Regions from separate parts of the Mus musculus genome. Here all the other regions are linked to region 7. A link is a contact called in public HiCAR-type and promoter capture Hi-C data. All regions are on one chromosome and are shown on one strand. The core of a region is the stretch at or near the end of the contact, and the rest is flanking DNA. Distances in the headings are between cores, read along the strand shown. Region 1 holds the start of Odf2 (outer dense fiber of sperm tails 2). Region 2 holds the start of Wdr34 (WD repeat domain 34). Region 3 holds the start of Set (SET nuclear oncogene). Region 4 holds the start of Coq4 (coenzyme Q4). Region 5 holds the start of Kyat1 (kynurenine aminotransferase 1). Region 6 holds the start of Gle1 (GLE1 RNA export mediator (yeast)). Region 7 holds the start of Pomt1 (protein-O-mannosyltransferase 1).

Evidence for each region. Promoter capture Hi-C pulls out the DNA fragments that hold promoters and counts their contacts. HiCAR-type assays count read pairs that join an accessible place to other places. Capture Hi-C pulls out chosen DNA fragments and counts their contacts.
Region 1: a contact with region 7 is called in a promoter capture Hi-C map of liver, with 3 times the contacts expected there. The contact joins the promoter of Odf2 here to the promoter of Pomt1 in region 7. A contact is called at or near these places in 3 of 39 promoter capture datasets (cranial neural crest, frontonasal cranial neural crest and maxillary cranial neural crest), 1 of 115 datasets of contacts at active chromatin or transcription factors (astrocytes) and 1 of 9 other capture datasets (liver).
Region 2: a HiCAR-type map of astrocytes shows a contact between it and region 7, with 5 times the contacts expected there. The contact joins the promoter of Wdr34 here to the promoter of Pomt1 in region 7. A contact is called at or near these places in 1 of 115 datasets of contacts at active chromatin or transcription factors (astrocytes) and 2 of 9 other capture datasets (liver and pancreatic islet).
Region 3: a contact with region 7 is called in a HiCAR-type map of astrocytes, with 4 times the contacts expected there. The contact joins the promoter of Set here to the promoter of Pomt1 in region 7. A contact is called at or near these places in 1 of 39 promoter capture datasets (maxillary cranial neural crest), 2 of 115 datasets of contacts at active chromatin or transcription factors (astrocytes and embryonic forebrain) and 1 of 9 other capture datasets (liver).
Region 4: a contact with region 7 is called in a promoter capture Hi-C map of adipose tissue, with 2.9 times the contacts expected there. The contact joins the promoter of Coq4 here to the promoter of Pomt1 in region 7. A contact is called at or near these places in 3 of 39 promoter capture datasets (liver and pre-B cells) and 1 of 9 other capture datasets (adipose tissue).
Region 5: a promoter capture Hi-C map of liver shows a contact between it and region 7, with 2.9 times the contacts expected there. The contact joins the promoter of Kyat1 here to the promoter of Pomt1 in region 7. A contact is called at or near these places in 2 of 39 promoter capture datasets (hippocampal neurons and liver).
Region 6: a promoter capture Hi-C map of adipose tissue shows a contact between it and region 7, with 4 times the contacts expected there. The contact joins the promoter of Gle1 here to the promoter of Pomt1 in region 7. A contact is called at or near these places in 1 of 39 promoter capture datasets (the C10 cell line), 2 of 115 datasets of contacts at active chromatin or transcription factors (embryonic forebrain and stem cell-derived neural progenitor cells) and 1 of 9 other capture datasets (adipose tissue).

Annotation. Positions count from the first base shown.
Region 1 is chr2:29,887,709-29,891,492 of GRCm38.p6, reverse strand. It overlaps Odf2 (outer dense fiber of sperm tails 2), which reads right to left and starts at 1,503. Exons shown (of 21, transcript NM_001369060.1): 1 at 1,282-1,503; 2 at 491-727. The coding sequence starts at 522.
Region 2 is chr2:30,046,807-30,050,453 of GRCm38.p6, reverse strand. Wdr34 (WD repeat domain 34) reads left to right here and starts at 1,575. Exons shown (of 9, transcript NM_001008498.2): 1 at 1,575-1,770. The coding sequence starts at 1,585.
Region 3 is chr2:30,064,267-30,067,746 of GRCm38.p6, reverse strand. It overlaps Set (SET nuclear oncogene), which reads right to left and starts at 1,273. Exons shown (of 8, transcript NM_001204875.1): 1 at 854-1,273. The coding sequence starts at 926.
Region 4 is chr2:29,785,048-29,788,835 of GRCm38.p6, reverse strand. It overlaps Coq4 (coenzyme Q4), which reads right to left and starts at 1,343. Exons shown (of 7, transcript NM_178693.5): 1 at 479-1,343; 2 at 268-399. The coding sequence starts at 551. It overlaps Trub2 (TruB pseudouridine (psi) synthase family member 2), which reads left to right and starts at 1,165. Exons shown (of 8, transcript NM_145520.5): 1 at 1,165-1,333; 2 at 2,229-2,360. The coding sequence starts at 1,225.
Region 5 is chr2:30,204,555-30,207,975 of GRCm38.p6, reverse strand. Kyat1 (kynurenine aminotransferase 1) reads left to right here and starts at 2,129. Exons shown (of 13, transcript NM_001356474.1): 1 at 2,129-2,343. It overlaps Gm31201 (a long non-coding RNA gene), which reads right to left and starts at 2,127. Exons shown (of 2, transcript XR_374214.4): 1 at 1,985-2,127; 2 at 1-126.
Region 6 is chr2:29,933,745-29,937,085 of GRCm38.p6, reverse strand. It overlaps Gle1 (GLE1 RNA export mediator (yeast)), which reads right to left and starts at 1,677. Exons shown (of 16, transcript NM_028923.3): 1 at 1,488-1,677; 2 at 849-1,076. The coding sequence starts at 1,586.
Region 7 is chr2:32,234,312-32,238,155 of GRCm38.p6, reverse strand. It overlaps Pomt1 (protein-O-mannosyltransferase 1), which reads right to left and starts at 1,516. Exons shown (of 20, transcript NM_145145.2): 1 at 1,415-1,516; 2 at 645-796. The coding sequence starts at 1,450. It overlaps Prrc2b (proline-rich coiled-coil 2B), which reads right to left. Exons shown (of 32, transcript NM_001159634.1): 32 at 3,619-3,844.

The sequences.
Region 1 (3,784 bases), core at 254-2,753, 2.3 Mb after region 7:
GAAACCTAAAGCAACAGCACCATGGTCTGCACTCTGCTCGGCTCACAAACAACTACTGAGCGAGCCGGACGGCCACTCGGAAGAAGACTGTTCAAAGTAGAACCTCAAGTTTTCCCCCCTTCTACTTACTTATAATATCTCTGCTCACTTTAACACTAGTTTAGAGGTGCCATGGTGGGAAACGCTTTTAAGCCACCACATGGGACGTGGAGAAAGGAGAATCGGGAATTCAAGCACAACCTTGACTACCTAGTGAGTCTGAAGCCAAGCTGAACTCAAAGCATTAAGAGTGATCTTGTTTGCTACTAGTAAGCTGTAGGCGGGGGAGGGGAGTCTTTACTCCTCCCCTTTCAAAGTCACTTTCAAGTGTTTTGGGTCCAGACTTTCAGTACCTGGGAAACTAAAAAAAAGTTTCCATTGAGCCTGGCCTGGGGAGCCCTGACCACCTTTCCCTGCCCTACTGCAAAGGCGCCCCCCACATTGGCTGTACCTGGGGGAGCCGCCTGAGGATGAGGCAGACATGGTTAAGCATCAAAGCCGCAAAGATGGGCAATTGGGTCGGCAGGCTCTGCTCAGGGGGACCCAGAGGGGCTGGCCAATGAGAATCTCAGGGGCCGGGCATCAAACGTCCTCTCTCTGAGGGGAGGAGGGTGGAAGCTTTGGGGGTGGCAGTTGGATGAAAACTTGGGAGGCGCTCCTCTACTGTCCAAGTCGCACAGCAACTGTCCTGCCAAAGTGGGGAGGGAGGGAGACAGGAGAGGCTGAGCGACCTGCGGGGTGCCGAGTGCGCCGCCAGGAGGCAGGTGGAGGGCGCGGCAGGACAGTGAGGGGCCACGTCACTGAAAGGAGGACAACGACCAGCATGCCCAGACCCCACCCGGGAAGAATAGCGGGCCGACGGCTACTAGGGTTTAAACCTGAGGGCTGCCTGGAGTGCGAAGAAGGTGAGAACTGCTAGGCCCCAAGTGGGCCCCCCAGGGGCGGGAACCCGCACAGGGAGCTGGAGGGATCTTCGGGACAGTGCCTGGGCAACTGTCTCCTAGGTGAAGGGGCGTTCCCGGCAGAATAGCTACCAGGGAGAACCAATAGATGGAAGGGGTGGAGCGGCGGCCTAGGCGGGGCGGCATGGAGAGCCAGACCGCTCCTGGATCACCCACATCCCTGGAGCTGGTCTGGAGGGTCCCCGGAGGCCTGCCCACCCCGAGCGCATGTAACTGCTGCGGCCCAGTCCGCAGAGAGCAGGGGTGGCCTCCGGGGAGGATGGGGCGCACGGCCACCCACCAGCGGGCAAGAGGGGACGGGGTTCTGCCCATAGAAGGGCGCAGCCCTGCCCGAGGACAGCAGAGGAGGGAAAGAGCGCTGCCGATGGCCCGGAGAGGACGGAGGCGGCCGGCCCGCCCGTTAGCGGGAGGAGGAAGGGCCCGCGCCCAACGAGGAGCGGGGCGGGCCGGGTTCGGACGCAGGAAGGAGCGCGCCTAGACTCGGGGACGGTGCCCGGTCGAGCCAGCCCCGGGAGCGCGGGGCTTGAACCCGCGGCACTCTACGCCCTGCCCCGCCGCGTGGCCTCTCACCAAGAGCGGCACGGCTGCGCCCAGAACCGTCTCCTTATGAAGTCGTTGAAGTCGGAGGCCAGGGTCGTGCCATGGAGACGCCGCGGCGGATGCAGTCCGGCTCCCGCGGCGGCTCCTCCCCGCTTCCGCCTCCTTTTCCGACAACCGGTCGGCAGCTCGCCCATTGGCCAGTTCAAACCCCCCCCGGAGCCTCTCGGGTTTCGCCATTTAGGCCCAGCCCCCAGCGTCACAGAGATGCCCCGCCCCACACGGGGACGCTCCGCCCACTTCTGGGTCACGAGGCCTGTCCACCGCCCCGTCGTCAGGGAGACACGCGACGCCTCCCGCGCCAGCCGGCCTGGTCTTGCCCCACCGTTCAGGCCACCGAGTCCCCTCCGCCATTTTGCCCTGGTCCTCCTGAATCCTGAACCCTAACGCGCTCCCCTCGAAACACAGGAGGAAGCTGGACGCAGAGGGCGTCTGTACAAGCGACAGGCTGGGGCTTCTGGAAAGCCATTCCTATGCCTCGGCCGCTCAGTGCAGACAACTTGTGCACACTCCACAAACTGTACCCCTCTCCCACACGCCCCAAACCGAAGGAAGAGGCCGCACTCCCCACGCCCCTGCCGCCCTCCCGCACACCGTACGCCGCTTCTATACGGACCTGCTCTGCTGAGGTTCTCTCTGCTGAGCCGCCATCTTCTCAACTATGCTTCCCTGTTAGCCAATCGTGGGGGACTGTCACGAGGCTCACGTTCCCGCCCTGGATTCTGGGAGACTTTAACAACCTCCGGGCTGGGTAGACCTCATTTCCTTGACACCTTAACTCCAACACAGTAGTTGTGCTCCCACCAGCTCCTCCCTGGAGCGTGAACTACCTTCCCACCTCCACAGCCGGCAGGGCAGTCTTACCATGTCATATTTGTTCGTCAACCCTTGACGGTTCATTTTGTGCGTGCAACCCTGGCTGGCCTGGAACTTGCTGCGTTTGAGCAGAAATCTGCCTATCTCTGCTGCTTGCTGGGGTTATAGGAGTACACCAGCAAGCCGAGCCTTTCTTCTTCTTCTTCTTCTTCTTCTCCTTCTCCTTCTCCTTCTCCTTCTCCTTCTCCTTCTCCTTCTCCTTCTCCTTCTCCTTCTCCTTCTCCTTCTCCTTCTCCTTCTTCTTCCTTCTTCTTCTTCTTCTTCTTCTTCTTCTTCTTCTTCTTCTTCTTCTTCTTCTTTCTTCTTCCTTCTTCTTTCTTCTTCCTTCTTCTTCTTCTTCTTCTTCTTCTTCTTCTTCTTCTTCTTCTTCTTCTTCTTTCTTCTTCCTTCTTCTTCTTCTTCTTCTTCTTCTTCTTCTTCTTCTTCTTCTTCTTCTTTCTTTCTTCTTCCTTCTTCTTCTCCTCTTCTTCTTCTTCTTCTTCTTCTTCTTCTTCTTCTTCTTCTTCTTTCTTTCTTCTTCCTTCTTCCTTCTTCCTTCTTTCTTTCTTCTTTCTTCTTTCTTCTTTCTTCTTTCTTCTTCTTCTTCTTTTTTTCATGCCAGTAATCTCAATGAAGGAGGGAGATGGCCATGAGTTAGTTGAAGGCCAGTCTGTATCCCTCAGTCCTACCTATCTCTACCATCCTGAGGTTCCGCAAGAGCATACAGCTGGGGACAGGAACTCCGAGTTAGAACCCTTGCCTGACCTGAGCAAAATCCTAGATTCAATTTTCAGTAACACGTGCGTGTTATAATCTCCACGAATCATTGTCTCCACTCTGTCCAGCAGTTCTCTCTAGACAATTACCAACAGAGGCTTTTCCAAACTTTTGTCTCTTCTGCATTCCATACATCAAGTTCCCTATTTCATAGAGAAAAAATCTACCAAATGAAATTCCCTTAATATCTACACACTTTCCCACCCTTAGCTGCCCTTCTGGTCTGCCTTCAGATGTATGTGTGCTTCTTGCTGCCTAAGATAAACAACCTGCTTCAAGGTGCAGCTCAAACATGTCTGTAAAGTGTCTCCTTTGTAAACACGATGGTACATAGCTATAATCTCAGAATTCTATCAGGAGGCTGAGACAAGTTGATTTGGTCAGGAGTTTGAAGCCAGCGTGGTCTACATAGCAAGACTTTTCGATTTAGTTAAAATAATGAAATATCCTTTTGCTACTTCCAAATGGAATTGTTGCTCATGTCTTAGCATGTCCCTATTCATTGAACTAAGTCCGTGCTACATTCAAGGCACATTAGCACCTGCCATTCAGTC
Region 2 (3,647 bases), core at 326-2,825, 2.2 Mb after region 7:
GTGTGATTAAAAAAATTATATCTTATTATTTTTATGTTTATGGATGTTTTGCCTGCATGTGTGACTGCACGTCAAGTGCATGTCTAGGGCTTTCAGAGGCCGGAAAGAGTGTCAAATCTCCCTGGAACTGGACTTGCAGACAGTTATTAGCTGCCACGAGGGTCCTGGGAAGTGAACCTGAGTGTCTTGGAAAAGCAAGCAGCCAGTGTTCTTAATCTTTGAGCTCTGAGTATGATTTTTGGAATCCTTGGTGATGTTTGCAAAGCAGTCCTTGTTAGGAAGACTTTTCTATGGCTTTTTATTATCCCTCCCAGTGCTGCTAATCTAATCGGCCTTCCTGGCCTTGGCTGCTCTGCTGAGGGGCATCCTGTCCCTGGGTGGTGCACTGAGAACAGGACCACGGCAGGCTTCCTAGTCTCAGAAAAGAGGAAATAGACCCAGAGGCCTAAACTAGCAGATGGTTGTCTAGAGGCTCCAGGCTTGGTTTGGGGGATCAGGCAAGCCACCTGTAAGATCTTACTGGGTGACTTTGGACGATTCCATATCTGACTGTAAGAGGCACAGGAGTAATAACAATTGAGCTATAGGGGTAGTTCATTGGTAGAACATAGGAGCTGGCATGCAGAAAGCCCGGGGTTCAACCCCAGCACTTCAAAAAGCAAACCAGCTAACTAACAAGCAAGCACACGGAAGGCTAAGGATTTAATAAGATAAACACTCATTTCTAAGCCTCTGCCGGCAGTGGTGGCGCACGCGTTTAATTAATCCCAGCACTCGGGAGGCAGAGGCAGGCGGATTTCTGAGTTCAAGGCCAGCCTGATCTACAAAGTGAGTTCCAGGACAGCCAGGGCTATACCGACAAACCCTGTCTCGAAAAACAAAAGAAACAAACAAAAAAACCCAAACAAACATAAGCCTTTGGGTGCTTGGCTTGACACACTATAGGCACGCACTAACTTGTAGTTAACATTTCGTGTGTGTTGAGGACTGAACCTGGGGCCATCTATCATTGAGATCAACTTCTCCTGTGGTTAGTCTCGAATTTTAATTTAACAAGCATTTTATTTTATTGTTTATGTAAATTTATTATTAGGCCTCCCATCCATTCAATCCCACGTTCGATCTGTGTATGATCTATTTCATTCCATTCATTGGAAATGATGCCAACTCAAATGGCGCAAAGTACAGTTCTGGAGTAGTCGGCTGCTTCCAGCCCGGCCGGTTCTCCGGACCAGCATGGCCCACTAGGCCTGCGGCGGTCCTGCCTCTGCGCCCGGCCGCTCAGCGCCATCTTTGAACCTGGAGCCCACGCCTCACTTCCGCTCTTTTCCTTATACCACGAAGAGCTGTTCCGGACCCCCAAATGGCCTCTGGGCATAGGGCAATCCCAAATCGCTGCGGTTTTGTTGTATTGGCTGATAAACATTTTCATTATTTTTCTTCTGGGCCTTAAAGACGATGCTGTAACCAGTTCAAAAACGGCGCCCACAGCTTCACTTCCTCTCGTCGGACTTCCGTTTGTGGGGGGCGAACCCGCTAAGGTCACGTTCCAGGGCGCAGGCGCGAGAGGGCGGGACCGTCGCCATGGCAATGTGCGCGTCGCCCAGGCCTTTTCGGCGCGTTGGAAGCGCTGGAGCTGCTGCCCTGGCTGCTGGCGGGGCTGGCGGCGCCGAACGGCGAGGGCGGCCTGCGCCTCTTCAGGATGAGACCCTGGGCGTGGCGTCCGTGCCCTCGCAGTGGAGGAGCGTCCAGGGGATCCGCGGGGAGACGGTGAGGGCGCGGGCCCGCTATGGCAGCGCGGGCGGGAAGGCCTGGCGCAGCGTTGTGTTTTCACGGCTTTTTTGTTTTTGTTTTTTCGAGACAGGGTTTCTCTGAGTATCCATCCCTAGCTGTCCTGGAACTCAGAGATCCGCCTGCCTCTGCCTCCCAAGTGCTGGGACGAAAGGCGTGCGCCACCACTGGTCCGCGTGTTTTCATGTTTTAATGAAAAAACTCACAGATGCTTTCGCGTTAGCCTTTTTTTCGGTCTCTGAGGAGAAAGAAACCAACCAACGAAAACAAACAACAACAAAAGCAAACCAGGACAACAGAACTCTTAGGGGTCCCATGCTGTCGTTAAATGACATGTAGTTAATTTACATGGTGGATCGTGCACGTGTCACAGCGCCTGTGGAGGTCAGAGGAGAACTTTACACAAGGTTGTTATTTCTTTGCACCACGAGGGGCCTGGGAATCCAACTCAGGGTGTCATGCTTGGCTAAGTGCCCTTACCAGCTGAGCCATTTTTGGAAGTTTTTTTTTTTTTTTTTTTTTTTGTGAATAGCAGTTTTTAGGCATTTCAACTTGACATTATTGGTGTTTGAAATGGTCAGATACCTTGAGGGCTAGCTTGAACGGTTTTCTATGTTCCTTTGTTGTTGTTCTTTTGTTTGTTTGTTTGCTTTTGTTTTTGTGAGACATGAGTTTCACTGTGTGCCCTGGATGTCTTGAAACTTGCTCTGGAAACTAGGCTGGCCTTGAACTCAGAGATTGCTGGAATTAAAGGCCTCTCTCACCACTGCCCTGCTATGGTTTTCTAGTGTAACCCAAAAACATACAAATAATGAGATAACGGAGGCCTGATGCTGACCAACTGGTGTGTTAGGGATTCATCAGCAGGGAACCTGGAGATAGCTGCTTTCCCGGTGGTTGCAAGGATTACAGTAAGCCATGTATGTAGACAATGTACTGTAATGCCACATCGGTGTGTCATGTTACCGACAGAGCAGGGCTGAGGAACTGTTGGAAAAATGGATGTTGAGTGGCATTTGAGAAGACCAGATCAAGCGTGAGCACTGGCCGACTCTGGAGCTGGGGTCAGCACATTTGTTTGAGGTGTTGGAAGGGGCTGGAGAATCCTTGAGGAAAAGGGAGAGTGGTCCCAGGTTAGGCCAAAATGGGTAAGTAGAGACAGGTCAAGTAAAGTCTTGAAGAACTCACAAACGAAGACTGCTGTTGACCAGTCTGCCTCCAACCCAAGCCCCAGTGGTGCCTGCAGTCTTGTCTTGAGCCTTGTGGGCCTATGGTCTTATGCCCTGATCTGCTCTGTGTTCCAGGCCCTTCTCCGTGCCCTGGGACGTGGAAGCCCTTGCCGTGGAAAGCAAGAAGCGTGACCATGTTAGAGTACACTGTGTCCTTGCAGCAAGCCCGTGATTTGTGTCCTGGCCTAGCAGGGTGCTCTAAACAGCTCTTGCTTGCTGAGGAGATAGAGTTTGGAAGACTCCTGACTGAAATCATTAGTTCAGTCAAACTTCTTTTTTTTTTTTTTTAAAGATTTATTTATTTTTCCCAGCACTCAGGAGGCAGAGGCAGGCAGATTTCTGAGTTCGAGGCCAGTCTGGTCTACAAAGTGAGTCCCAGGACAGCTAGAGCTATACAGAGAAACCCTGTCTCGAAAAAACCAAAAACAAAACAAAACAAAACAAAAAGATTTATTTTATGCATGTGAGTACACTGTAGCTGTCTTCAGACACACCAAAAGAGGGCATCAGACCCCATTACAAATGTTTGTGAGCCACCACTGAGCCATCTCTCCAGCCCCATGATCTAACATTTTTTTCCCCTTAAAGAGTGAATCAGAATGCCATTGGTTTTTTTGTAGACAGACT
Region 3 (3,480 bases), core at 24-2,523, 2.2 Mb after region 7:
ACTTAGAATGTAAACCTGACCTTACTCCTTCAACCCATTCTTGATGAGATTGGTCATCATATACGGCCGTGCAGTATTTCAGGACACTTCGTGGGAAAACCCTACTCAAAAACTTGGAGCCATAAAAAGGAGAGGGGGTGTGCTCCTATTTCGTGCCCTTTTGTCCGAGGGTTGTGAAGGCTTTTACAAAGCCAAGTGGGCGTGAAGGGGCCCGATCGCGCGTCTCATTTCCGGTAACCAGCCCGGGCTCTGCAGCTGTCCTGGGCTCGAAACGACCCTCCAGGCGAGGGCTAGGCGTCCTAAAGGCCCCTGAAGCCCCTGCATCATACGGCCTCGGGGCCAGATTCCTCGCACCCCCGGCGCGCCCGAGTGTGGCTGCCCCACGTGGGGTGCGCAACCCGCGCAGCCTGGAGCATCCTCCCGCCGGCTCCGCGCCCCTACCCCGCCCCAAACCCCGGTTCCCGGTTCCGCGGTAGCGCCGGCTCAGGGCGGGAAGCAGGGCGGCACTAGAGGCCCGGCCGCAAGGCTGCGTCCGGCCGCACCATGTGGCGGCGGTGGCGGCTGATGGGAGCGAGGCATCATGGCGGAGCACAATAAAGAGAGGCTTCTCGGGAGGGAGGGAGGGGGAGGAGAGCGCGGGCGGGGGGAAGGGGGGGTCTCCGCCCGCCGCGCAGGCCGCAGCGCCCCCGCCTCGGCCGCACCGCTCACCGCCACGGCGCCACCCCGGCCCCCCGGTCCCGGGCCGCACACAAAAAAGGCGCCGGCTCTCCGGCCCCCGCGCGCCCCCCGCAGCCCCGCGGTCCGGGCCGAAAGATGGCGGCGCGGCCGGGCCCCCGCCGCGCCCGGTCCTCACCTGAGGTCTCGTCGGCCCCGTCGTGATTGGAGTTGAGCTCCTTTTTACTGGCTTTGGCCGTCGGCGCAGACATGGTGCCCTCCGCGATCGGGGCGGGGAGCGGGGAGGGGGAGCGAAGGGACGGCCAAGGGGGCGGCCAGCGGCTTCCCCTCACGCCACACGCGCGGCGCCCGCTCGCTCCGGCCGCCTCCTCCCGGCGCTCACTTGCCTGCCCTCCCCCTGGCTGCCTGGCACTGCCCGCGGGGCCTGACGCGGAGGCAGGCCCGGGCGCGTTGTGGCGAGCCCCCGGCCGGGGCTCTCGCTGAAGGCGGGGAGGCGGCGGCGGCTCGGCTGGGCTCCTCGACTCGCGCCCCGCGCTCCGGCTCGCTTCTGGATTGCCCTGAGCCGCCTCCTCCTCCTCCTCCACCTCCTCCACCACCACCTCCTCCTCTTCCCGGCGAGGGGCAGGCCGCAGAGCGCAGGCGCGCCGGGCCTGCGCAAGTCCCGCCCCCGGCCGGAGAGGCTCGCGCCGTACAGCGATTGGCCGCGGCCGCGGGGCAGGGGGCGGGGCCGTGGCGGGTGGCGGCGGCGGCGGTGGGGACACTGGGGCCTGGACGAGAGGCGGGAGGAAGCGGCTCAGCGACGCATGGTCCTGCCCCCGCGCGGTGCTCCCCTCCCCCGCTCTCCCCTTCTCCAGCCGACCCGGGACATTTGCGCGCCGCGCGGTGACTTGAGAGGCGGGGCCTCCGTTCCCCAATACTCCATCACGTGGTGGCTCAGTGGCTTCCCTTAGCGGGGCGGCTGGGGGCTCTGGAGAGGGGGCGCGCGCAGCCCCTCAAAAGTACAGGCCTTAGGAGTACCCTGGCTACAATCAGGCGCCTGAGTTCTGCACCCGGGCACCTTCATTTTTTTCTAGATGGAGAAGCTGGGGACTCAAACTCTAGGCTGCTGTGCAGAGCCACACGCAAGCAGTTCCTCTATCCAGTTTACACGCGGGACCGGGTTTATGCATGGGCCAATTCAAGCCTCTGCCCTCGGTTCTGAATTTTTAAAAATCTGTTACATATTCACACTCAAAAGAACCACAGGAAAGTTCTCTGACTGTAGGAAGGACCTTTCTGCCACAGGTCCTTCTGCTCAACTTCGTACAGGTGTCCTGATCTCAGTGGTGAGGGAAGCACATTTTTGGTGATGACAAATGGGGAAATGTTTAAAAGTCAAAGGCTAAAACAGTAAAACAAACAAACAAACAAACAAAAACAGCTTTAGATTATTAAAAAGTCCTTAAGCACTATGTCGGAGGGATTTAATGGTTAAACACTGTTTTTCAGGACTTGAAAAGATAGTTCTCTGTCTACCTGGATCCCAACACGTGGTCCTGGAAATCCAGAAAGCTCTCTACCTGGTTCCTCTACCACTAGAGCTTGAACTATCCATACTCTCAGTATTCCCGTTTTATTATCAGCTCTTATACATAAAGCAATGTGGCTTTAAGTCAAGTCATTCATGGTGGGTAGACAATAAATGTAAAATACATCATATATATATATATATATATATATATATATATATATATATATATATATATATATATATACAGTCCATGGTGAGAGAATACAAATGTGCTCCTCCAAGTTTCCATCTCAACTCCAGGAAATTCAGCTAGGCCTTCCTGGTGGTGCACCTTATGCTCAAGTCGGTGAATTAATTGCACTCATCTGTTGCAATTGGTAAGCTTAAATCTGGCGACAACCTCTAAGGACCTCTAACCCACACAGCTCCCAAGCCTAGAGACCTCCAACACAGGCAACTGTGGACAGGCTTCTTAAAGAGGGAACGGTCTGACAAAAAGGAGAGCTATAAACTGTGACTAACATTTGCTAAAACTCAGGTGATGCCTTCACCAGGAATGATTCCTGATAGCCCTGTGAGGTCCTGGCACACAGTAGCAAAGAAATTCCACAAACAAAACAAGGACTTAGGCTGAGGCAGAGGCTAGCCTGGGCTACAGTGTCTAAGTGTCTAAAAGTAAAAGGGCTAGAGCATTAGCCCTTAGCACTCCCATACCAAATCACTACCCTAGGCTCCTGCTGCATTTGGCTGTATTTTCCTGTAACCCTCATAAGATACAAAGTAACTTTTACAGATAATCTTAGGGTTAAAAAACAGGGCTTGGATCCTAAGAGGCAAGTTCCCTATCACTCAGCCACGACCCCTGCCTCAAACTCTTCCAAAACAAGATACTAAGTATATTTTACAGATAAACTAAACTGGGTTAAGTAATGGGAATGGATCCCCAGGTCTAGTGCCTGATAAACTGTCATCTGCCAGGCAGCCCCACCGGCAACTCAACTTTACAAGAGAAGGAACCAACATAAACCAGTTATTTTCTTTTTCTGGGGGTTGGGAGGTGGGGAGTGGAACTAGAAAAGGATGGCCTTGAACTTCTGCTCTTCACTCCCCAAACCCCTAATGTCTTAAATGTGGCTTAAGAGACAAGAGCTGACATCAAGTCTTGGCGCACACCCACGGGGGGGGTGGGGGGTGGGGGAAACAAACCAACCCACCAAGAATGTCTGTTTCTTTCTCTTTGTATTACACAAACAATTTAAAAATTACTTTTTACCCAGAAGAGTGTTTTGTCTGTA
Region 4 (3,788 bases), core at 94-2,593, 2.4 Mb after region 7:
GGTGTGTACCTGGTCATTCAGCCCAGAGATTAATATGCTAGGGTGACACTCTTCCAAGAATTACAAAAAGGCAGACTTGTAGACTTCACGTTTCTTTCTTCCTCTCCTCCCTGTGCCCAGAAGACCCAAAACAGTTCTAGCTAGAATCAGGCACCTGATTATCATAAACGATCCTGGGAAATATGATAGGCGCAGCCAGGTTTGGATGCCCACAAACCAAGTCTTCACCGGTCCCAGCTTTCGAGACCGAAGAGTAAACCGTCTTACCGTGGCGATAGGGGTTGTAGAGAGCCATTCCCGCCGCGCCCGCAGCCAGCAGCATCTTTTGCAGCGGGGTGGTTGGGATGTGGTCCGGGTACAGCAGGCGGGCGCCATGGCTCCCGGCCCTGAGGGGTACATCTGCGAGCAGAAAAGAGGTAAAGGTGAGAGGAGTCCGGTCCCTCTGGTCGCCGCGGACACTGGAATCAGAGCTGCTCACCTACAGCTGGCCGCGTACGGGGCCGAAGACTGCGGTGGAGGCGCAGGGAGCGAAGCAGCAGCAGGGTCGCCATGGCAGCGGACGTCCGCGTGGTTAGGCGGGGCTCCGCAGGTACTACGGAGGCCCGAGAAGTCAAAAGACTCCTGGGACACTGCACTCACTGTGGCTTTTTGATCGGAGATGTTGTAATATGGACAGGAGCATGAGAAGGAAAGCCACAAGATCTGTTTGCCACTGAAGTAAAACAACTGCTGTGAGCCAGGCGTTATTTATAACGTAGGCCTGTCAACCCAGCATTTGAAACCTGGAGGCCGTAGGATCAGTTCGAGATCCTTCTTGGCTATTTCTTAAGTACGAAGGCAGTACTAGAGACCTTGTCTCAAAAACCAAGCCTGATGTGAATTACTCGTCACTCCAGATCTTGGAAAAGTGGAGACAGAAAAGTAATGAATTCTCGGCAACTTAGCAAGTTTGAGGGCAGCCTGGGATATATGAGAAACAAACAAACAAAAAACTCCTGAAAAGAATTCAAAAATAACATAACCGAGAATTCGGTTGCTCGATATCCGGCCCTATTTTCTTCTCCATCTCTTATTTCCCCCCCGGAGGGCAATAAGAAAAGAACCTCTTCCTGCCAAGGAAACAAGGCGGCTACCTACAGTAGGGACCACATTTGGGAAAGGACCACGCAGCACTTCCGCCCGCATCCCCGCTTCTGGATGATGTTGAACCGCTGAGTTCCAGCCATGGGTTCTTCTGGCCTAGCTCGGCTGCAGGGGCTCTTCGCTGTCTATAAACCTCCGGGGCTGAAGTGGCTGCACTTGCGTGAGACCGTGGAGTTGCAACTGCTTAAAGGTGAGAACTCCGACGCGGACCCACGGTTTTGCTTTAGTTCTTTCTGATGTGGAGTGAGGTCACGTGGTTCGTTTGCCGGGTTGTAGCTGTTTCTTGTTTGTTTGTTTTTTTTCTCTTGTACACATTTCGTTACTACCCACTCTCCGCTATTTTCCTTTAGAGAAATTCATTCTATAGTGTTGGGTTTTTTTTCGCGGTTTCTGTTACAGAGTTAGAATTTGAACTTTTTTTTTTTTTTTTTTTTTTTTTGCCTTTTGAGACAGGGTCTTTTCTAATTAATCCGACCTTGAAATCAGTGAGGCACTGAGAATTCTGACTCTCCTGACTCCACCTGCCAGATGCTGGGATCACAAGCGTGACCACCACCCCGACCCTCAAACACCAATTTTTTTCTTTGCCTTTTTTTCCTTTCTTTTATTTTCTTAAAAACTGTCATGTAGCCTCAAATTTGCTATGTAAGATGAAGATAACCTTGAACTTTTGACTGTCCTGCCTTCACTACCCAAGGTCTTAGACTACATCTGTGTAGTACCACCTCCCATTAGGGTGCTGGGGATGGAACCCGGGGCGTCTTGCGTATTGTGCAAACACTCCATGAATTGAGCTACACTTCCAACCTAGGATTTTTGTTTTGTTTGTTTGTTCTTCACTTTTTAGAGAATGGTTTCTCTGTATACCCCTGGCTGCCCTGGAAATAACTCTGTAGATCAGTCAGGCCTTGAATTCAGAGATAGGCCCGCCTCTTGCCTCCCCAGTGCTGGAATTAATGATACCTGGCTTCTGAAGGAGTCATAGTACGTTTTCTACGATACACAAATCCATCTTCTATGCTACCATCTCTCTACCCCTTCTCTTGCGGGTTGGAAAAGTACTGACTGTGTTCTTTTGTGCTTAGGTCTCAATGCCCAGCAGCCTCCTGCTCCTGATCAGCGTGTTCGCTTCTTGCTAGGCCCTGTGGAAGGCAGTGAAGAGAAGAAGTTGACTCTCAGAGCCACCAATGTACCCTCCCTCACCACCCACAGACTTGGTAAGGCAGAGTCAGACAGGACCCTGGCCGTGATGTTAGAGGAAATCCCTGGCCTGAGTTAGATTTCTAGCCCAGGGTTTGGCAAACTTCCCTAGAGAGGGAAGATTTTAAACAGCTTCTGCCTACAGCCTTGTGTTTTCCTTGGCTCTGCTCCTCTTTGCTATTGTAATGCAAAGCATCTCTAGACTGTAGGAAAGGAGAGAACCTTCTTGTATTTTAGTCAAGACTGGAGTGCAGCCACATGGTTGTGGTGCACGCCTTTAATCCCAGCTCTTGGGAGGCAGAGGCAGGCGGATTTCTGAGTTTGAGGCCAGTCTGGTCTACAAAGTGAGTTCCAGGACAGCCAGGGCTATACAGAGAAACCCTGTCTCGAAGGAAAAAAAAAAAAAAAAGGCTGGAGTACAAAACAGCTATTTTGAGAGCAGTTATAAACACCGGTGTCCAGCAGCCTTTGTCTTCTATGGGAGACTGAAAGGATCATTTAAATTTAGGAGTCCCTGGCCAACCTGGGCAACACAGTGAGACCCAGTCTCAAAACAAAGTAGACTTGATGATTTGACTTGTGAACTACACTTTGCTGACTCTTAGCTATTCTAGGACTCTCTAGGGAAGCTGAGAACTTCTGGTAGACCTGTGTTATTAATACCTGCTCTGTATTAGACATCATGTTATCTTTGTCCTCACCCCAGTTCTGTGAGGTAGGTCCCTTATTAAAAAAAAACAAAAACAAAAACGTATTATTTGTATGTATGTGTGCACACCAAGGCCTGGGTGTGAAAGTCGGAGGGCATCTTTTGGGAATCACTTCTCTCAGGCCACCATGGGTCCCAGGATCAAACTGAAGTCATCAGGCGTGGCAGCCTTTACCCACTGAGCCACCTCGCCAGCTCTTGTTTTTGTGTTTTGAGACACAGCCTCCTGTAGTCCAGGCTGGTCTTGAACTCACTGTATAGTTAAATATGACCTTGAAGTCTGGATTCTGATCCTTTTGCTTCTGCCTCCCAAGTGCTGGGGCACATTAAGCTGTAGTCAGTCTTTTAGTGGTCAAGACACTGAGTCTGGGGCCATAGGTCAGTATTGTAGACAGACAGACCTAGGTCCCACCTTAGGGAGCTCACTGATTCAGGAGGAGAATGGCCAGGTTTTCTATCAGCACACGATGTGCAGAGAAGCCCAGAATCTTGATCCCCAGTGTGATGCCTGATCTCAAAGCCTCAAATGGGGCGAATAGTGATAGGCAGAGGAAGAAGAGTCTTGCGTTGCCCTTTCTCTGGGCCCAGGGAACTAGGGAAATAGTGGTTCCAGCTTCCGAGGAAGAGAAGCCTGGAAATACAGCCTAGCATAATTTGATCCCCATGAGGCCCTTCTGTTCTTGGAATGAGGGCCTCTTGCCAAAGTTACCCTCAAGGCTCATTAGTTGAAGAAATG
Region 5 (3,421 bases), core at 880-3,379, 2.0 Mb after region 7:
CTAGAGGAGTAAGAGAACATGGGTAAGTGTCCCTAGAGCAGGAACAGTGGTGAGAGAGATCCAGGCAGGAAGCAGAGGGCGTGTTTCCTGGCAGGAGACAGAGGTGCCATCCAGAGAATGTTAGCCCTGGAGGAGAGAAGGAACAAGAAAGGAGTGTCAGGGAGGACCAGGCCATACAAGGACTTCCACTTAAAATCAGTGGTACACTCTCCAGAGTAAGCAAATACTTAGTGAGACACCGCACAGGCAGCAATCTATTCGTCACTTCACCCAGAGACAAGTGTAGATCCCACTGGAGACTTGGAAGGGACAGCAAAAGCAGTCTGAGTTGGGAGTGTGGCCCAGCCACAGGGAAAGCCAAAGTACTGTCAGGAGGTCACTGGGAATGGGGTGACACTTGCTGGGACCTGAATGGGTCTAAGAGGGATCTAGAACATGTCACACCTGGGGGTGGGGTCAATTTGTGCCAGGAGGTCAATACAAGAACACAGAAGCCAACACGGGTGTCTAGCAGTAAAGCACCTAGAGCCAGAAAGGTGCAGACGCTGTCCAGGCCACCTCTGCACTGTCTCCTCAGCCGGGATCCAGACACCTGGCTGAAACTGAGCCACTACTTGTTCATGGTTAAAGAGCCAGAACTGAGGCTGCAGGCTCGCCTGCTCCTCCAGGATCCCACTTCCGGAAGTGTACCTCAGGCAACATCGTCCATGTGGGTACCTTCTCCTCTGGACTACCATGGGGCTGTCCTAACAATGCTCAACCCTCAGCTTCTATTCCTGATGTCTGTCTCCTCTCAGACTGCAGTGCTGAGGAGGCCAAGGACACATTTCCCAACATAAGTCCCAGTCCAAGGCCAACCATAAAGACAGGGCAGGTGAAAGAGCCCAGGGATGGCAAAGAGGTTAGTATATGTATCCCACCTAGGTTCCTCTGCGGTCCCCCCACAAAACCTGCAATCATTTTTGCTTCCTCCCTTGAAGCTCCTTCAAGCAGCAAGTCAAAAACCCAGCCACCTGCCCGGATTCCTGATTCACAGGGCAATCCCAGAAGCCCCCACTCTCTACAAAGGCCACTGAAGTGTAACGAAACTGCTCTGTAGCAGGTGTCCTCAGCAGACGAAAACCACTGGGGAGGTGGTGGGTCACAAACGTCTCTTGGTCTCCTGCCTTGTCCTCTACAGACCCTGGGAGACAAGAAGGTCCAGAGTCAACACCCAAAACCCAAACAAGCTATGGAACTGGGAAAGCAGGGAGTCAAGCCACCCCAGTATCTCCTCACAACACTAGCCTCCAGTCCCTGCTTCCCCTGGACTGCCACAGGGGAACCTAACCTTCACCAACTGTGTGGCCAGGTCACTTCCACTGTCCCAAGCCTCGGAACATACTCTTATCCTCCTTATCCTCCGTCCCCAGCACAAGAAGCAGACCTCCTGCCCTTCCTCCTGCGCTGTCTGCTAGTCTGTGTGCTCCAGAGAGCAGAACAGTCAGCAGGGGTTGAAGGTTTTGCTGCCACCTTTCCAAGGCAGAAGGTCTTTGAAACTTTCAGGTCCTCCATTCTTTCCTTCTCAATTTAGCTTCCAATTTCATTGTCCCCTGGCTTCCCAAGCTGTGTTCCTTCAGCCTGGACGCGTCATTGCTGACCTCCAGCTCTTCCAACCTCACCTCCCTAGATCTGTCACTCCTGCCCAATGCATACATGCGACGGGCTAAACCAATAGGAGAATCGGTCTTTTCCAGCCTGAGATTCCAAAGACCAGGGAATAGTCCCGCAGATCAGAAAGAGGGAGGGGTTCAAGGAAAGAGTTCGGCACCAAGTACTAGGGGAGCCCGGGTGGAACCTCTGGGAAGGTGCACGTGCGCGGAGGGGCGTGGATCTGCAGGGACCGCGGCGGAAACTCGGGTGAGAGGTGCGAGCGGAGGTCGGGCCCGCGTCATTGGATTCAGGGAGGTGACAGCGCGTCCCTTTCCATACTCGACCCACTCACCAAGGCCCGCTGTTCTCGGCCGCCACGCAGGCAGCCCTAGTCCTGGGTCTGGCTACCCACAGCCAGTCGCGCCGTGGGTCTTTGGCTCCTTGTTTTGTTTGTACCGCTTCTTAGGTCTCCGCCCCGGAAGTGATGTCACCGAGCGCAAATGCTTGGGGATCCTAGGCTGTCGCCCAGTCTTTAAAGGGCACACAGAGCTTCGCACTGCTTCTGACAGTTCTCTTGAGCTAAGCTGCATCTGGGCGGAAGTAGCCCATCTAGGGCTCGGCCTCTTTAAAGGAACAGACTTCTGCAACCTTGGGAATACGTTTGGGGTCGCGGGTTATTGGACAGAGCAGCGCTATTGTTTGCTGAAGCAGGTCAGTTCCTGGTTGCCGTGCGGGGTTTCATCTAGATCGTGTGTTGAAGTTAGCTAAGGTTTGCGAGTGCTGTAGCTCTTTGATCCATGTGCTCCTGTTTGTATGTGATGTGTAGCTTCTCTGAAAGAAGGATCTATCCCCTGAGAAAAACTTGCACACGCGGTCTTGGCAGCTCTACACTCAGTCACAGAACCAGTTAGACTAGTTCTCTCTGCACCCACGTCCACTCTCCCAAGGTAGTCCTGGCCAAGAAGATGCAGACTGCGCTAACGGAGAATTGCCTGCAGAGCTAGCGCCAATAGTCTCTGTGGGTCCTTCTGGGTTCTGTCGGTTCCCGGGCTGCACGGCAATTGGATTCATGTACTAATGTGGGACAACTTCCAAGATAACTTAGGTTAAAATAATAATAATAATAATAATAATAATAATAATATTTTTTAAGTTAATGGGACAGAAAGAATAGCCTTCAGTCCTACTGAAGCCTGCTATGGTCAGATGTGCAAAACCCATGTTCTACCAGGCATATCACAGACATGCCACATGACCTGCAGGAAAAATGGGGCTGAAAGAGGCTGAAAGAGAGGGTGAACGAAAGAGAACAGGGCTGTCCCGCGTAGGTGGACTCCAAGGCTTACAGTCCTCCATAGACCTGGAGTATCATCTATGAACAAATGTGACCACAATGGTAGACACCAGGTGGCCCCGCTGGTGGGTTCACCGTTTTATACACACCAGTTCTGTTTACCAATGGGTGAGGCACAGAGTTTGGAAAAGGATTCCCACAGATGTTCACTCCCCTCCCACCCGCAGGAGGGTTTGAAGACACCAGGTCTCTCCCTCTGCTTCCTGGGAGCCTTAGCACTAATTTTTGGATCTCCTGTGTAGTCGACCTAGTAGGGAGCTCAGGGTCTCACAGCCAACAGGACACTGTTTCCACCCTATGTTTCTGTGAGAGCAACAGACAACCTGGCAGTCAGTTCCTGTGCTGAAAACTTTTTTTTTTAAGATTTATTTATTATTATATCTAAGTACACTGTAGCTGTCTTCAGAAGAAGGCATCAGATTGCATTACAGATGG
Region 6 (3,341 bases), core at 428-2,927, 2.3 Mb after region 7:
ACATTCCATCTTCCCCAAAAGGCTAAGAAGCACAAAACTTTCGTTTCTTTGTTTGTTTGTTTGTTTTAAAGACAGAGTTTCATTATGTAGCCCTGGCTGGCCTAGAAGTTGCTCTGTAGACCAGGATGGTCTTGAATTCACAGGACCCCACCTGCCTCTGCCTTCCAAGTGCTGCACTTAAAGGTGTGCACCACCACACCTGGTGTTACACTGCTTCTCTTTAATAAACTGGTGTTTCTTCTGTGCTGGGGAGATAGATTAATGGGTAAAGTACAAGCAGGGAAGGCCTAAGGTTTGACTCTAATGATCCTTATAAAAATGGCATGGTGGCATGCACTTAAGAGTTCCAGCACTAGGGCTGGTGAGATGGCTCAGTGGGTAAGAGCACCCGACTGCTCTTCCGAAGGTCAGGAGTTCAAATCCCAGCAACCACATGGTGGCTCACAACCATCCATAATGAGATCTGACTCCCTCTTCTGGAGTGTCTGAGGACAGCTACAGTGTACTTACATATAATAAATAAATAAATCTTAAAAAAAAAAAAAAAAAGAGTTCCAGCACTAGAGAAGAAGAGACAGGATGATTTCTGGGACTACTGGCCAGTTAATCCTAATTGATGAGCTCCAGGCCAATGAGGGACACTTGCCTCACAACCCAAGATGAGGCCTCTGAGACTCAAGACCTAAAGTTGATTTCTGGCCTCCACACACATGCGCATACACGCATACCAACAGTGGATGATACGATGATATGGGAAACAAATCGTCTCCCCCAAGTCACTGTCATGTGACTAAACATTTCAACCTTGCAGCCAACAAGTCTTTTGTCTTAAGCAAATTAAGCCTTACCTGGGTTCCATTTGGTGATGAGGGTGACGGGGATTGTGGGCTACTTCTGACAGGAGATTTTAGTAGTGAGGATTGGTACAAGCCAGATGCAGATCCAGAGGATGGTGAATTATCAGAAGAAGGAGCACTCTCTTGCGTGTGGCCTGAGGTGTTGGGTAGGATGTGATCTACCACCCATCCAGAGTAAGAAGACAGTTTGGGAAGAGACATGCATTCTTCCAAAACATCCTAAAGAGAAGAAGGTTAAGCCTATTTATTTGTTTTTGTTCTTCTTGTTGTTGTTTTCTCTTTTTGGTTTTTCGAGGCAGGGTTTCTCTGGGCATCCCTGGCTGTCCTGGAACTCACTCTGTAGACCAGGCTGGTCTCGAACTCAGAAATCTGCCTGCCTCTGCCTCCCAAGTGCTGGGATTAAAGGCGTGCGCCACTATGCCCGGCACGGTTAACCCTATTTGTATGTCCATTGGTAAGTATAAGACATTATTACATGTGATGCTTAACAGCTGAAGGCCCAAGCAAATAAGTTAATACAGAAGATAAAAAAAAAAAGGATCGCAGCCCGTCCCGTCCCGTTCCCACTCCCGGTCCTCCACCGCGGTCACTAGGGAGCCTGCTAAACGCGGGCCGCGGGCCGCCGCTCACCTCGTAGCGCAGCAGCCACTCGCGGTCGTAGCGCAGGCGGCCTTTGCTGGTGTTGCGGAGCGCCCTCAGAGTTTCCCAGCAGCGACCATCGGACGGCATGGCATGTCACCAGCTGACACGACTGACAACAAACCCTCGAATCCGCCGCCGAGGTGGCGCCGCCTTCCGCTTCCGGGGTGTCCGCCCCACATCCGGCGCAGCCTCTCCGTAACGGTCGCAGAACCTGTCCGTCAGCAGCGCCCCGCCCACTAGTGAGCGCCGCCCCCTGGCCAGAGCAAGAATGCGGGATTGAGGCTAAACTAGCGAGCCTACGTGGATCTGAATCTCAATGTAATTTCTCGCAGTCACAATTGCCAGGGTGATGCTCTGCGGTTTTTGACCCATCTACTGCTCATGAGTCCGTGACAGCGGTTTGAGGTGGATAAGAACCTCAAGAGAACAAGCAGTATTTTTTCTGTTCGGGCGTTAACAGTCCTTACTGTCCTTGTGGTGGAGCCTGGTTCATTTTCCAACACCCCATGATAGCTCACAACAGAAACTCCAACTCAGACGGTTCCATTGCCCTCTTTGTGGACTTTTACTCTACGCACGCACATCATACATACATACATACATACATACATACATACATACATACATACTTTTTTTACTAAAAAAAAAATCTTTGGACTTCTAATAAAATATTTTACAAACGTTAATACAAGAGTCCCCCAAGAATGATCTGGGTGAAGCGTTACATAACTTAAATCCCAGCACTCAGGAGGCAGAGGCAAGCAGATCTCTTGAGTTCCAGGCCAGCCTGGTCTACAGAGTAAGTTCCAGGACAGCCAGGAAAAGGCCTAGCTAGGAAAAAAACTTCCCAGGAATGGACCCCAATCCAAACAGTTCTACAGCTCAACACTGTGGTGCACAGCTTACACTAGTTCAGAAAATAGAATCGAAATTACATACCCACACATGCATGTGGTGGTCTACATTTGACAACTTTTTTTTTTTTTTATTGAGAAATTGTGTAGGAGCCAAGGCATGGTGGTGCATGCCTTCAGTCTTGGCACATGAGAGGCAGAGGCAGGGGATCTGAGTTGAAGACAAGGCTGGTCTACATGAGTTCTGAGCCACCCAGAGCTATATGGTAGGACCCTGGCTCTCAGGAAAAGGTATATTTATTTTCAACATGTATGAAAATGTGCATGTGATTACCGTAGGTGCCTTCTAAGACCAGAGGAATCGAATGTCAAAGGAGCTGGACTGTTGCTGGTGGATGTGACCACAAATGTGGTCAGCACCTTAGCTGCATTTCTCCAGCCCACCTTGATAAAGTCAAGGTTCTTTCCTCTGTGTCCTGGATGGATGCTTCCCCTCGCACAACCAGTAGTTAACCAGTGAACTCTCTCCAGCGCCAATCTCTGGAATTTTGGACTTGGGTGAGAGTGGCTGAGATGCTATAGTTACCTGAATGAGAATGGCCGCCATAGGCTCATGATTTGACTATCTGGTCTCCAGGTGTTGAAACTGCTTGGGAAAAATTGTGTCTTTACTAGTGGAGGTGTTCGTTAGTGTAGGCTTGGGGGTTTCAAAGGACTTGTGATTCCTGGTGCTCCTCCGATGCCTCCCAGTGTGGATCCAGATGTGAACTCTGTACTATGTAGTCCACAATTACGAACTCTAACCCTCTCAAACAATAGGCCAAATTCAACTTTTTTTTTTTGTGGCCAGGATGTGGTGGTGCATACCTCACTCTGTAGACCAGGCTGGCCTCGAACTCAGAAATCCGCCTGCCTCTGCCTCCCGAGTGCTGGGATTACAGGCGTGTGCCACCATGCCCGGCTTGCCAGTTCCAGAACTGGTCCTGGG
Region 7 (3,844 bases), core at 267-2,766:
CTACAATCCAGAAGTTAAGTGTACATCTATGAGAGATCTTTTGCTTAAAATGGATGGATCCACTTCTCGTCTGGACCTTTAAGGCAGGAAGGAACACTAGTTTAATCCAGATTTTGAGGTGGGAAGACACACCTTTAATTTGCACCACACCTGCTGAAAATCTATTTAAAGACACAGAAGTAGGAAGTTTTCCTCTGAGCCTGCTTGCCCTCGCCTTGCTAGCAAGACCATTCCTTCCTTGGCACTAGAGCCCACTTCTTTGGGAAGCCAGAGTATACTGAAGACCAGCTGAGACACCCAGCCATGTGGACTGAGCAGAAAACTACTGGAGTCCTGGACTTTTCCATTCACAGTCAGCGATTGTTGGATTAGCTGGACTGCAGCCAGTAAGTCGTCATTCCAATAAATCATATGTATATATGTATACTATATTATATTTATTTACATATACACACATGCAAACATAGTGTTCTTCTTAAGTTGTTACTCTAGAGAACCCTGAGCAATACACTGCTAAAACATCCATCACCAAGAGATCCAAGAAACCCAGAATGTCTCTCTTTTGCACTGTACGGCAAGGTGATTCCTGTCACTAATTACAATGACTCTTGGATCATTGACTCTCCTCCCCGATCTCTACTTACACCACAGCCCGAGGGTAGGAGAGTTGCCATAGTCGGGTAAGTAGTCCCAGGCCAGTCAGAGCTACCAAGTTCAAATTGATGTCAACAGTCACCACTAGAGGCCGTTTCAAAAATCTTAACATTTTGCAGAAAAGCCAGCTCGGGAGGACTCCCTGGAAAAGAGGGAAAGAACTACCATTAAAGTAAACGGACAGCAGCCCGGGAAGGCACAAACGAGGCCACAGGGTCCTAAAGCCGCCTGGCGTCACGATGAATTTACAGCATAGCGGGTTGGGTTAATAGAACCAGAAGGACTCTTCCAGAACATACCTGTTGGAGAATTACAGTTGTGTTCAAGCACAGGGTATACATAAAAACATCTGAGGGGTGAATTCAGGAATCTCAGAACTGGATACTCATTTCTACAAGTCATTCCAAAAACACCTGCTGGGCACTTGCTAGGAACAAGGCTGCTAATGAATGAAGTGGCCTCTCCTGTCCCTTCCCAATGTGGTTGAAAACTAAGACCCTGAGGAGCTCTGGGCACTGTCATAGCCCAGTGACCTGGATGGACTTTTCCCTCTTCTGGAGGCATTCCTCTCCTCCTAGAGTTGCTTGTGCCCCGAGCCCGTTCTTTCTCTACAGTTCTTCCCACTCTGGCTTTTACAAGAGGCCGCCCTGGAAACGACTTGCTCAGCCAGGATCCGAACATCCACCGTCCCTAGCGCGCCGCCCCTAAGCCGGATCCCAGACCCCAGGAGGGCTCTCAAATCTGGCACTCCAAAACCTACGAGCGTTTCTTCGAGTCCCGTAGAGTGGCTCCCCATGTGGAGCCAGGCCTGCGAACCGCCAGGCAGGATCGACCGTTGGGGGCGAGGCCGCTCGATTACTCTGCAGCGGCCACGGATCGACGCTCAACTAGTTGTGTCTACGCGGCCGACAGACTCTGAGACGCGCGTGCGCAGCCGGAGCGCGAGGTAGTGGCGCGCATGCGCGGCGTGCTCACCGGCCATCAAAGTTGGGCATACTGACTGTCCTATCCTTAGGGCTCCCTTTCCCCTTTTTAATAAAGCACAGTGTGTTTCCACAAGCTGTTCACGTGCTCGGAGCTCTCCGTTTCGGGCCTCGCGTCTACTTTAGCGGTTTCGTTAAGCAGCGCGTTAGCTTACGGGCAGGAGTAAGAGCTTTGAAGCCTCGGGTGCGTTGTACCTCCTGGAGCTGTGTGAGTGGTGGATCGCTTTTTCTCAACTCTTCCCACACTGGAATGCCTACAAGCTGTCTGTCCCTCCTCCTCCCCAAGGTCTCAGGCTCGCTATGTAGAGGATGATGGCTTTGAACTACTGCCTTTGCTTCCCCAGCGCAGGTATTACAATCATGCCTTTTTAGGTGGGTGGGTATTACAATCACGCTCAGATGGCAAGCCAAGCCCGAACCGACTCCAGATGTTTTGCCAAAATTCAGTTTTTACAAGTTAGCTTAGCATTGGGTGACATCCGGTTTAAGATTGTAGCAATGGGGCTGGGCGATCGCTCAGTGGTTAGGAGCACTGGATGCTCTTAAAGAGGTCCTTAGGGATTTTCTTCTTCTTCTTCTTCTTTTTTTTTTTCGAGACAGGGTTTCTCTGTATAGCCCTGGCTGTCCTGGAACTCACGCTGTAGAGCAGGCGGATTTCTGAGTTCGAGGCCAGCCTGGTCTACAGATATACAGAGAAACCCTGTCTCGAAAACAAAACAAACAAAAACAAAAAAAGAGGTCCTTGATTCCATTTCCAGCATCCACATGACAGCTCAGAATCATCTGGAACCGCAATTCCAGAGAATCTGGCACCAGGCAGTCAAGTTACCACAGATACATATAAAATACATTAGTCAAGAGTGCACGGAATTGTTTGTTCATCGTTTAAGCATAGTCTACCCAAGTTCCTGCAAAGAAAGGGCGCCAGAAGATTGGAGAGCGAGCTCTTTGGGTTCCAAGTTTAGTCTGATCATGTAAGTCATGCTGGTGCTTCAGGACAGCTCGTGGGCACTCAGCTTCAGGAGGAAATTGTGTTGCTTGCTGGAAACCTGAGGTATGTATGTGGCTTTAAAAGCTAGTGGATGCTACTACCCAGACCCTTGCCTGTTCTGTAGCAAGAGGCTTATGCCTGGGGGACTGGGATTTCTCATGCACTGCCTTTGGCACTTTGTTTTTTTTTTTGTAATGCTGGCTGGCCTACAACTGTATGCTCACCAGTGACTTCTGAATCCACACCACCCTTCACTAGTGTTAACAAATGACATTTGATAAATAAAATGTCCCGACAGCCCTGTACCTAGGTTCCAGGCCTCAGTGATGACTGAGCCTGAACCTATCTATATGAATCCCCCTGACCTTTCCTGCCCCAGATCTAATTTTTTCTTCCACAGAAGTACAGTGCAGTCCTCCACTTGTTCCTATAGAAACCCAGATAGCAATCAGGCAGGAAGTACAGGATAGGATGGTCATGGGTTGGCCCACAGAGAGGACAAGGCTTCTTGGTGCTGCCCATTTTCGAGATGTGCCTTAACCACAGGCTGCCTGTTGTGGTAGGGGGTTCCTGAGGCCCAGTGTAAAGAAAAAAATGTCCATGTAGACCAACTAATGTCTTTGAATATATATTAATTTGTATGATCTGCAACCCCTTCCGTGCTTAGCCTTCTCAGAGACCCTGAAGGAAAGACATGTGTCCTAGTCCCTGCTAAATTGCTTGAGACCTTGCTCCGTTTACCCAAGTCGCCTTCCCTCCACACCGAGGACATCTTTCGAATCCTGTCTTAAGGTTTTAAAATAACCAATTAATGGAAGACAAAGGCAAAAGTCATAGAAAAAGCTGTTCTTGGGATGGCTGCCTAGGTGAGCCTTGGGAACACCACCACAGCACAGTGCTGCGCTCCCTAAGGTATTCTGGCCACTCCCAGTCTCCCGGGAAGCAGTGCGCCAGCCGTACTCTTCCAGATGATAGAAAACCGACACAGCCTGAGAAAGCATGTTTGGCTTTATTTTTTTATACTTTTTTTTTATTTAAATAAGGAGAGTTCTTTCGTATGGAAAGACCTAGTACAATCACATATTTGAAAGGAGAAACAACAGGGACTGACCCGGAGGGAAGGGAGGGTGAATTCACGATTCCATTTCCCATCCGAAGAAGTTCCCCATATCACGTCTAAACAAGCTGCACAGTACACCTTTAGCATCGTCTGCCC